Linked DNA regions of Mus musculus: region 2 is linked to region 1. A link is a contact called in public HiChIP or PLAC-seq data. All regions are on one chromosome and are shown on one strand. The core of a region is the stretch at or near the end of the contact, and the rest is flanking DNA. Distances in the headings are between cores, read along the strand shown.

Region 1 (4,785 bases), core at 450-2,949:
CCTTCTTCCTTCCTGTTCCCTTTATCAATGTCTTGATAGTTCAGCTGGCAGTCTGTCCGAGACAATGAAGGCAGTCTCAAAATGTATCACATAAAAACCTGTGTACATATTTTTACTTTTAAATGTAGGAGTTACTTTCTAAAATGGCATGTGAGCGGATATGCATGTGAGCCACCCAGATGGATTAGGACAGTACACACACTTATGAAAGTTAGCCGTTTCCTTCATGTCACACCAACAGGCAAAAACCAGTACTTCTAACACCAAGAATACCTTTAATGCCGGCACCCAGAAACTGTGAAAAAGCAAAGTCACCCAGCCTCTGGATGCTACACAACAGGAGACCTAAACAAGAGACCCTCCAGCTTTCGGAACCCCCGCTTCACCCCACACTTGGCCGTGCACTGCGTTTTCTGTCTTCGGTATCTTTAGAAGGGTGACTTAAAACTTAATATCTTTCTGGATTTTCCAAATAGTCTCTGCGCTCTTTACCATCTGGGCCTCCTCTGTAGGGCTCAGCTTTACCTTTATGATATCAGATATGCCACTCTCTCCCAGGATACAAGGCACGCTGAGGAACACCTCCTCTTTGATTCCGTAGAGACCTTGGATTTTGGTGGTAACTGGATGCGTCTTCCTGAGATTCTTCAGGATACTCTCTGCAATATCAGTTACAGACAGGCCAATGGCCCAGGAAGTATAACCTTTCATTTTGATAATATTATAGGCACTGGCAATGACTTCTTTGTGGACATCGCCCCATTTCTCGGGGTCTTTGCTTGTTCCTATAGCTGAATTCAGCTCTCTCAGCGGCACGCCGGCGATGTTCACACCACTCCACACAGGGACACTTGAATCTCCATGCTCTCCAAGGACCCACCCGTGGCAGCTTTCAGAGTGGATCCCAAGCCTCTGCCCGAGCATGTAACGGAAGCGAGCTGTATCTAGGTTACAGCCGCTTCCAATAATACGGTTTTTGGGAAACCCACTCAACTTCCAGGTTACGAAAGTTAAGATATCCACTGGATTGGAGACAACAATAATTTTGCAGCGAGGGCTGTGCTTGATAATTTCCGCAACCATTGCCTTAAAGATGGTTACGTTTCGCTGGACTAAATTCAGGCGTGTCTCATTTTTCTCTTGGCGTGCACCCGCTGTGATAATCACTACCTCAGAGTTGGCAGTGACACGGAAATCCTTGCTGCAAACAATATTTGGCATTTTCATGAAGACACTGCCGTGCTGAAGATCCATCGTCTCACCCTTCATTTTTTCTTCATTATTATCAACAAGGGCGAGCTCGTCAGTCAAGCCTTTCGCTATGATGCCGATGGCACAGGCCATGCCGACTGATCCAGTTCCTACAATGGAGACCTTGTTGTGGAGAACGGGCTCTTCGGAGCTGATGTGCTGGATAAGTTCACCCTTCACGGTCGCCATGGAGGACGTGGGCGTGAGGCTCCACCAGGCCCGGTTGGGAGGGACACGTTGCACCTGACTGGGCCATAGAGCTATGCCAAAGCCCTTGAAATCTACCCTGGTTGTACTCACTCTTCTGCTGGCTCTCAAGATGCTTGTAGCCCAGGCCATGGCTGCGCACTCAGGTGGAGGAAGTGAACAGGGTGAGGAAGACAGTTGAGGCCACAACGGCGGCCGTTGCTAGGCAGTACAGACGCGGCCCTCCCTCCCACTGCGGCTGCGCAGTTCCCTAACTGTGCTGCATGGGCTTAGCGCACAGACTGGGTCTTCTTGCTCCTACACCTGCAAGCCTGCACCATGGCTTTATAAAGCGCTTCCATTTCCAGCAAGGACATACTGTAGTTTGTTTTACAAACCCATATTCTTTACTATTGCTATATAAAGCCCAACCCAGAACCCTTGAAGTATTTGTTTGCTGTTCTTAGGGTACATAGCAAGAAGATTGGTTCTGGCAACTCCAGATAAAAATGAGGCTAAAATCTTGAACCACAACAAGGAGGGCTGTGCTGTCTGTCAAGAGGCAGTTTGGCTGGAGAAATGGGCTCTTGGTTCGGTGTATCCAGCAGGAGAACCGTTTGTTAAGGAAGGATTTTTATCTGTATCCTAACCATGGTGCATACCCGTGAAAGGCAGCAGGAAGGAGGGGCAATCTGGTCTACACCGGAAGAGCACGCCCCTTCTTTCTCAGGCCAAAGGAAAGCCTGGGATTGCATGCAAATTAAACAGCAAAATGGCTCAGTGGTTAAGAGCGCCTAGCGCCCTGTAGAGGATCCTGATTGGTTTCTCAGGACCCCACATCACGTGGCTCACAGTTGTCTTTAGCTCCAACTTCAGAGACACTGGATAGCCTCTGTGGGCACATAGTCCACATGGTAACAGAAATTCCACGGTCTCTCACACACATTCACATAAACAAATATATATATACATACACCACACAAATCAAAACAATAATCTTTCCCTAAGCCCTCCAATTTCTTATGGAAAAAGATGGCCCTTAACCCTCTATAAAATGAAGGTATCTTTGAAATGACATTTTAACATTTAGCCGATGGTTACATTAGATTCTTACTGAAATAGTGAAATAAAGTTCCCTGGCAAACCTGGCATGAGTGTATCTTATCTCGTCTGTGGGTTTCAGGACAGTCTTGTGAACTAATTTCAAATTCTGAGATGTAAATGTTGCACTTTTATGAAAACTCTAATAAACTACAAAAGCCCCAGTACACATGATGGCATTTTCTCTCCACTAATCAACTCTGCCCACGTGATGAACACTCAGCTCTCCCAAATGAGGGGCCCCGGGTCAGGGAGCCCTTTTATCGTTTGTAATTTCTCAATTTTAGGATGTTGAGCCCTGGCAGAAAAAAAGTATTTTATAGACTTGAAGAGGAGCTCTTTCCTCCACTGCTGGACTGCAGCCAGGAAAGCAGGTCCCAGCAGAGAAGCTGGGAAATTGTCAGCAGAACCCTTAGCCTTGTAATTTGCTGATGGTATTCCATGGTTTCAAGCCAGAAGGGCTGCCTGGAGGAAACAGCCACCATGACACATGGTTTAACACAGTTAAATTCCCTCCACACTGACAATCAGATTTATGGCAGCAAGCTGTCAAAAGCTGGAATTTAAAAGGAAAAGTACCTGCCCCACCCCCCCATCTTCACTGAATGGTGGGCAGCATTTAGAGGGGCCGTGTAAAATGGCCCACATGGTCCTGCTTCTTTGTTCCACTTCCCACTTGAGAGGTTTAGCCTGACAGCTGTCCCCACCTCCTTTCTGGAATGACTCTTCTGACCAGTCAAGCTGTTTTCCAGGATGAGTGCTCTCGAGTGTGAGATTCAAGGACATAAAGACTCTTTGCTGGACTGCGGCTTCTGTCCACAGTCATTTTCTTTCTAGAGACTGAGCCTCTTCAGAAACACAATCCTTATGGCAGATATCTCTTCAGCCTTTCCCCTCAGTCACAACTAAATCAATTTGGAGAGTGAAAAATGACAATATTGTAAAATAAAGAATACCCCAAACAAAGCAGCTTTTTATTTATAGTAAGTCTCCCACTAAGAAGGCAAGCATGGACACAGGGAAATGTTCAGGGCCCTGAGCAGATGGAGGACTACTCAAGGACGCACACAGAAAGATGTTGCCAGATAGTGCCTACCGGCCTTCCATCTTAGGTGGCTCGTTACTCCTTTCAGGTGGAGACCTAATTCAAATTATCTATTAAAAATGAAATGTAATGTTATAGTTGAGTCAGGATGATACCTTCGTGCTTTTGGTTACATCTCTTAGGACACAGAAGTCGGGAATCAGGAGCAGCAGCATGTATCCAGACCGTCCACAGTTGCCACCATGCTGCCGTCTTCAGTCACTCCACCTGGACTCTTCTGGCCAGCAATGGAACCTCCTTTTCAATTTCTTCAGAGTCTAGCAACACCATCCTACTGCAGACCGCTCTCAGTCCTTCAAGCCGAGCTAGGTTTTAAAACCCCTGCATCAGCAATGCGCTTTGTAGCCCATTACATGATGTGTTATAAACAGCTAAATGTAAAATACTACAGATATTCCAGAGAGAACTCACCGGATTTATCAGCACACTCCTGTCCTCTAGAACATATCTGGGCACAGGGACAGGGATAGTAAGTACTTATGGAGGAAAGGGTCAGTAAGAAACTCCAGACACGAGGTCGGCCAGCCAGCTCCATGGGACATGCTGGGATTCTCAGGGTAGAAGCAAATAGAGTGGGAAGGCTTGGCCCCTTAGGCGCTGTTTGGAAGGCTAATAAAGAAATTTAAAGAAAAGAAAAAGCTACAAAAGGACTAAGGGCATCTTAACTACTTTTCCTAGTTAGGCCTTGTACTGGCTAGTTTTGTGTCAACTTGACACAGCTGGGGTTATCACAGAGAAAGGAGCTTCAGTTGAAGAAATGCCTCCATGAGATCCAACTGTAAGGCATTTTCTCAATTAGTGATCAAGGGGGAAAGGCCCCTTGTGGGTGGGACCATCTCTGGGCTGGTAGTCTTGGGTTCTATAAGAGAGCAGGCTGAGCAAGCCAGGGGAGGCAAGCCAGTAAGGAACATCCCTCCATGGCCTTTGCATCAGCTCCTGCTTTCTGACCTGCTTGAGTTCCAGTCCTGACTTCCTTGGTGATGAACAGCAGTATGGAAGTGTAAGCCGAATAAACCCTTTCCTCTTTCCTCCCCAACTTGCTTCTTGGTCATGATGTTTGTGCAGGAATAGAAACCCTAACTAAGACAGGCCTTTCTTGAACCTCAGCCACATTCAACCTGAGACAGCAGCAACACACACAC
Region 2 (4,794 bases), core at 664-3,163, 520 kb after region 1:
AAGAAGTTGAGAGGTGATGCTGGGCTCCCTCTTACCAACTACATGAAGGAAGAGGTGACTGGGTGCTTCACAAAGTTTATAGAAATGGATTTTGCTTGAGTTGGGAACAAAGCAACTCTAACTGTGAGCCTGGATTCAGGGCCCCTAAAGCTCCATGGAGCCAGGGCTGAGGCAGCTGGGGCTGCCCACTGCTCTCAAGAAAGGTGTGGTAACCACGGTATCTGACTATGAAGTATGGAAGCGGGGTGATGAGCTGACCCTAGAGCAGGCCCGTGTCCTGAAACTTTTGTGGGATATACAGTTGGGAAGATTCCAGCAGTTGGACCATGACCTGTTTGAGAGTGCACCAGAGACTAAGGGAGAGTGGGGGGCGGGGGGGGGGGGGGGAGGAAGAGGGAAGGGGAAGGAGGAGAAGGGGTGGAGGGGGAGGAGGGGAGAGGAGCTGACTCTAGGACTTGAGACTAAGGCTTTCTAACAAATTCTTCATCTCCACTGGACCACCCAGGGCTGCTGTCACCCCTCTGGATGGAGCCGCTGTTTATTTTGTTTGGATACAGAAAAGGGAAGGTGGTTGAGGGTGACTTTGTTTCTATAAAGAATAAAATTTTGCCTGTCTCTGCCTCCCTAGTGCTAGGATTAAAGGTGCCGGCCACCCTGCCCAGCCGAGTTTGCTACACTTAATGTTACACGACTTGCATGGGGTGGTGATCTCTCCACTGTATAAAGAAGCTGTGGAGAACCAACCTCCGAAAGCCATGCGCCACTCTTGGTCTTAGCACAGCAGAATGGGGCGGGCGGGCGGCAGAGGAACCCAGCTGTTAGGGTGGCCTGCTGGAAACTTGCGGGTGAGGACCTCTAGAGGCATCACACTAGGAAAGGATGCTCCAAACGCGCCCAAAGGTGCTTCCAGTTCGACCTGGCTGCGTTCTCCCTTGGCTAGCAGACCAATCCTGACCAACCCGACCCAAGGACCAAGAGGCCTTGCCTCGAGTTGCTTGAAGGTTGCAGATCACAGAATACTCATCAATGCTGAGCAAGAACAGGCACTGAGATCCTCAGGTGGGGGTTCCTCACCTGTCACTCTGATAGGCGAGGCCATGTGCATCTCAGCGAGGTCAAGGTCATGTGGTAAAGGGGATAGCAGGGAATAGATGTCTCATCTCTCGGACACAACGCAACACCAGTTTGGGTCGCACAGTGAATTAAAGTCTTCGGTAGAAGGCAGCATTTAAAGAGTGTGTCAGGCACACACACACACACACACACACACACACACACACACACACACCACTCACAAGAACATACTCAATCACCACGGTAGTTTCAGAGTGAAGGCCACTTTGCGTTTCTGCAGTTCCATTCAGGGAGACTGAGGCACAGAACCCAATGGCCCCATCCGGGGTCTCAGGCGTGGGGGTGGGGTGGGCGTGGGAAGAAGTGCTGCGCCGGACAAGCGGTGGCGGCAGGGGTGGGGTGGGGGGTTGCCAGCCCTGCTCAGCCCTCAGCCCCCAGCTACCCATATAAGGCCGCGGGAATCCGGGCAGGGTCCGGGCTCCTGAGGCTCTCCGCGGCTGCAGCCTCCTCCGCGGCGAGGAATGTGTGGAATCTCCTTCGCCCGCAGCCGCCCCCAGCAGGGAGGACCGTCCCGGAGTACTGAGCCCTGGCGAGCTCAAGCCCACCGGGCGCAGTCTGGGTTCCCGCTGTGGCTCGCAGGTGCCTGCCTCGCCGCTTGGGGGAGCGCGGTCGTCGTCGGAGAGGCTGGGCGGCAGCGCCACCTCACCTGCTCGGGGCAGTGCGGCGGGGCCCGGGCGGAGGAGGAGGAGGGAGGGAGGGAGGGGGAGGAGGGGGTGGAGGAGAAAGGAGGAGGAGGAGGAGGCTGTCGTGGTGTTAGGGGAGGAGGAGGAGGAGGAGGAGGAGGAGGAGGAGGAGGAGGAGGAGGAGGAGGAGGAGGAGGAGGAGGAGGAGGAGGAGGAGGAGGAGGAGGAGGAGCCGTGGGCACTGGAGCCCGGCACAAAGTGAAACTCCTGGTAGCCGCACACCCTCGGGCGGGACCTGGTCCCCGCTCTCCTCTGCTCCCCGCGCCCATGGCTCTAAGCAAAGGGCTGCGGCTGCTGGCGCGGCTGGACCCCACTGGCCCGAGCAGCGTGCTGTTGGAGGCGCGGGGCCGCGGCGACTGCCTGCTCTTCGAGGCCGGCGCAGTGGCCACGCTGGGTGAGTGCCGCGCTCCCCGTGCTCCCCACTTGGGCAGCAACGCCGGGGAGGGAGGGAGGGCGGGAATTAGTGAAGGCGAGCGACTTCGCGGAGACCTGAGAACTAGGGGCGCTCGGTTCCCCGACAGGGAGGACCCCGGCGGCTTGGGGATGGCCAGGGGCGCTTGTCCGCGGGAGTACTGGGTGCGGGGGACACCAGAGAGCTGGCACATTTGGCTGGACTAAGCGTCGCGCTCGCCTGAGGGCGGGGATGTCTCGGGGGCGCTCTTCCTGGGGCTTGGGTGGCAGGCGTCTGTTCTTGGAGAGCCAACTGGCTCTGATTTCCGCTCCTGGTGCTCAGTGCCGAAACCTAGCATGTTCTGGACACTCTGAGGAGGGTGCCCTGAGGAGGAGTCCACCTAGTGCTCCCATGCTTGTGCACCTGTTGAATACACCAAAGCAGCATTGCCTTGCCTGAAGGGATGACACGTAGGCACCAAAACAGACTTTGAGAAACGTCGATGGCACCCTTCATTTGTCTCCTATAAATACTCCATCAGAAGCAGGAGTAGAAGCAAATATACTCTCTAGTGACTTTATCTTTATGCTGGGTGTTAGGTGAGGGCAAGCCATTGTATTTCATTGATTGACTTCAGAAATTGTGAGATCAGCATTGTGCTAAGGACTTTAGAGACAAAATCTTACACAACCTTTGCAGTTTTAGCTCGTAATAAAGATAAACAAACTGGGGCCTAAAGAGGCTAAGACACTTGCTCCAGGCAACACAGACTTGTGTGTGGCTATTTTGGTGATGTCATGCGGTGCATGCCTTCCTGGTAAGTCCAACTTCCGGATCCCTAGTTTTGTAATTGACATTTGCAAGAAGATCTAGGTAGCATAAAGCCAGCAGTCAGATAGGATCAGTAAGATTTTAATGATGAGCCTTGAAGGGCAGGTTTAAGACAGTGGGTGTCCAGTTGTCCATCCTCCTGGTGTTCCTAGCTAAACAGGATCACTTATATTTTAGGAGGTAAGAAATGCAAAGCACTCATTTGTAAAGTGTTTTATGACTCCTTTTCTCAGGTTTGGATGTGTCAGCTCAAGCTACGACATCCACATATTTGTGCGTACATACACCATGTCTTAAAGGGGGTGCATCAATTTCTACTTCCTGGACCATGCCATTAATGTGTAATTTATCAAGCTGGGTGTGGTGGAATACAGCCCACGTTCTGGCTATGCAAGGCGGGAGGATCAATGGGAAGATGGATTAAGCCCCAGAGTTTCATACCAGATTGGACAACCTAACCAGACCTCAAAACATGCTGGCCAAATACAGACACAGAAAAGGGAAACAGCAAATATCTGGCTTGCTGTCAGTCACTTGATTAGGGAAGGAGGATTCTGTGTCAAAAGTAGACAGTCGTGGAATAATTATCACATTATTGCAGTTGGAGTTCTGTCCTGAAAAGTCCAAACTTGGTCATTTGTTGCAGCCTTGAAAGAAAACCATGGAAATTTCCACTCCATTTTAGTCATTTACTCCATAACACATTTCTCAGAACCCAAAGATTAAATTTCATGATACAAAGTTACTGTGACTTCAAAGAGGTTAGAATGCCTCTCAGCAATGCCAAGCCATATTTATACCCCAGTGAGAGTGGTTTTGAAGCCACTTGGAACAGGTGTCTCCCATCAGGCAGTTGAGTTTGGGCCACTATGTGTTTACATGGTAGCAATGATGCAGTACTTTGGATTACAGCAGAAGTTGTCATGAAAAGAACTGTCACGTTCTAACCCTCCTCTCCTGTTCTACACTTCTATCTCCCACCTAACTGTCTGCTTTCAGTAGACCACTGGATGGATTACTTGCAGTTTTGGGTTTGTTTTCCATGGTCAACAAAATGAAACTTTTTATTTCTTTTTTTTTTTTTTTAAAGAAATTGTAGCCCTTGCTGATAATGCTGAGAGAGGATTACAAGAGAGCCTTTGTTACTAGAAAGGAAAGTCATTGCTTTGTACTTTTAAAACATCCTAAATGCCTCATTGTTGGGTGGAATAACTCTGAACTTGAAATCGCCACCTCTTCCCAGCGCCAGATAGCCGAGTTACTTTCTTTTCCTTGACCTTTCTTTTTCCCCAAGAAATAAAGCTGGCCGGGGCCTAGCAAACACAGAAGTGGATGATCACAGTCAGTTATTGGATGGGTCACACGGCCCCTAATGGAGGAGCTAGAGAAATTACCCAAGGAGCTAAAGGGAACTGCAACCCTATAGGTGGAACAACAATATGAATTAACCAGTACCCGGGAGCTCTTGTCTTTAACTGCATATGTATCAAAAGATGGCCTAGTCGGCCATCACTGCAAAGAGAGGCCCATTGGACTTGCAAACTTTATATGTCCCAGTACAGGGGAACGCCAGGGCCAAAAAGGGGGAGTGGGTGGGTAGGGGATTGGGGGGGTGGGTATGGGGGACCTTTGGGATAGCATTGAAAATGTAAATGAGGAAAATACCTAATTAAAAAAAAAAAAGAAAATATCCATATGTTATGCTTAAGAATGAAAAATACTAATATTGTGTTAGTAATACCACTTGTGTGCCTG

The links. HiChIP or PLAC-seq counts read pairs in DNA pulled down with a chosen protein or histone mark.
Region 2: a contact with region 1 is called in an H3K4me3 HiChIP or PLAC-seq map of embryonic basal ganglia, with 4 times the contacts expected there. The contact joins the promoter of Synj2 here to the promoter of Ldhal6b in region 1. A contact is called at or near these places in 4 of 39 promoter capture datasets (cranial neural crest, frontonasal cranial neural crest, pre-B cells and 1 more), 2 of 15 datasets of contacts at CTCF or cohesin (large pre-B cells and pro-B cells), 6 of 484 Hi-C or Micro-C datasets (B cells, the G1E-ER4 cell line, bone marrow-derived macrophages and 3 more), 2 of 115 datasets of contacts at active chromatin or transcription factors (embryonic basal ganglia and fibro-adipogenic progenitors) and 2 of 9 other capture datasets (adipose tissue and embryonic stem cells).

The regions. Positions count from the first base shown.
Region 1 is chr17:5,417,068-5,421,852 of GRCm38.p6, forward strand. Ldhal6b (lactate dehydrogenase A-like 6B) reads right to left here and starts at 1,700. Exons shown (of 1, transcript NM_175349.2): 1 at 256-1,700. The coding sequence starts at 1,590. The coding sequence ends at 442. The region is part of intron 3 of Tmem242 (transmembrane protein 242); the gene reads right to left. It overlaps Gm29050 (a long non-coding RNA gene), which reads left to right. Exons shown (of 3, transcript XR_003952361.1): 3 at 1-2,585.
Region 2 is chr17:5,939,367-5,944,160 of GRCm38.p6, forward strand. Synj2 (synaptojanin 2) reads left to right here and starts at 1,914. Exons shown (of 27, transcript NM_001113353.2): 1 at 1,914-2,211. The coding sequence starts at 2,085. It also overlaps the pseudogene Gm8376.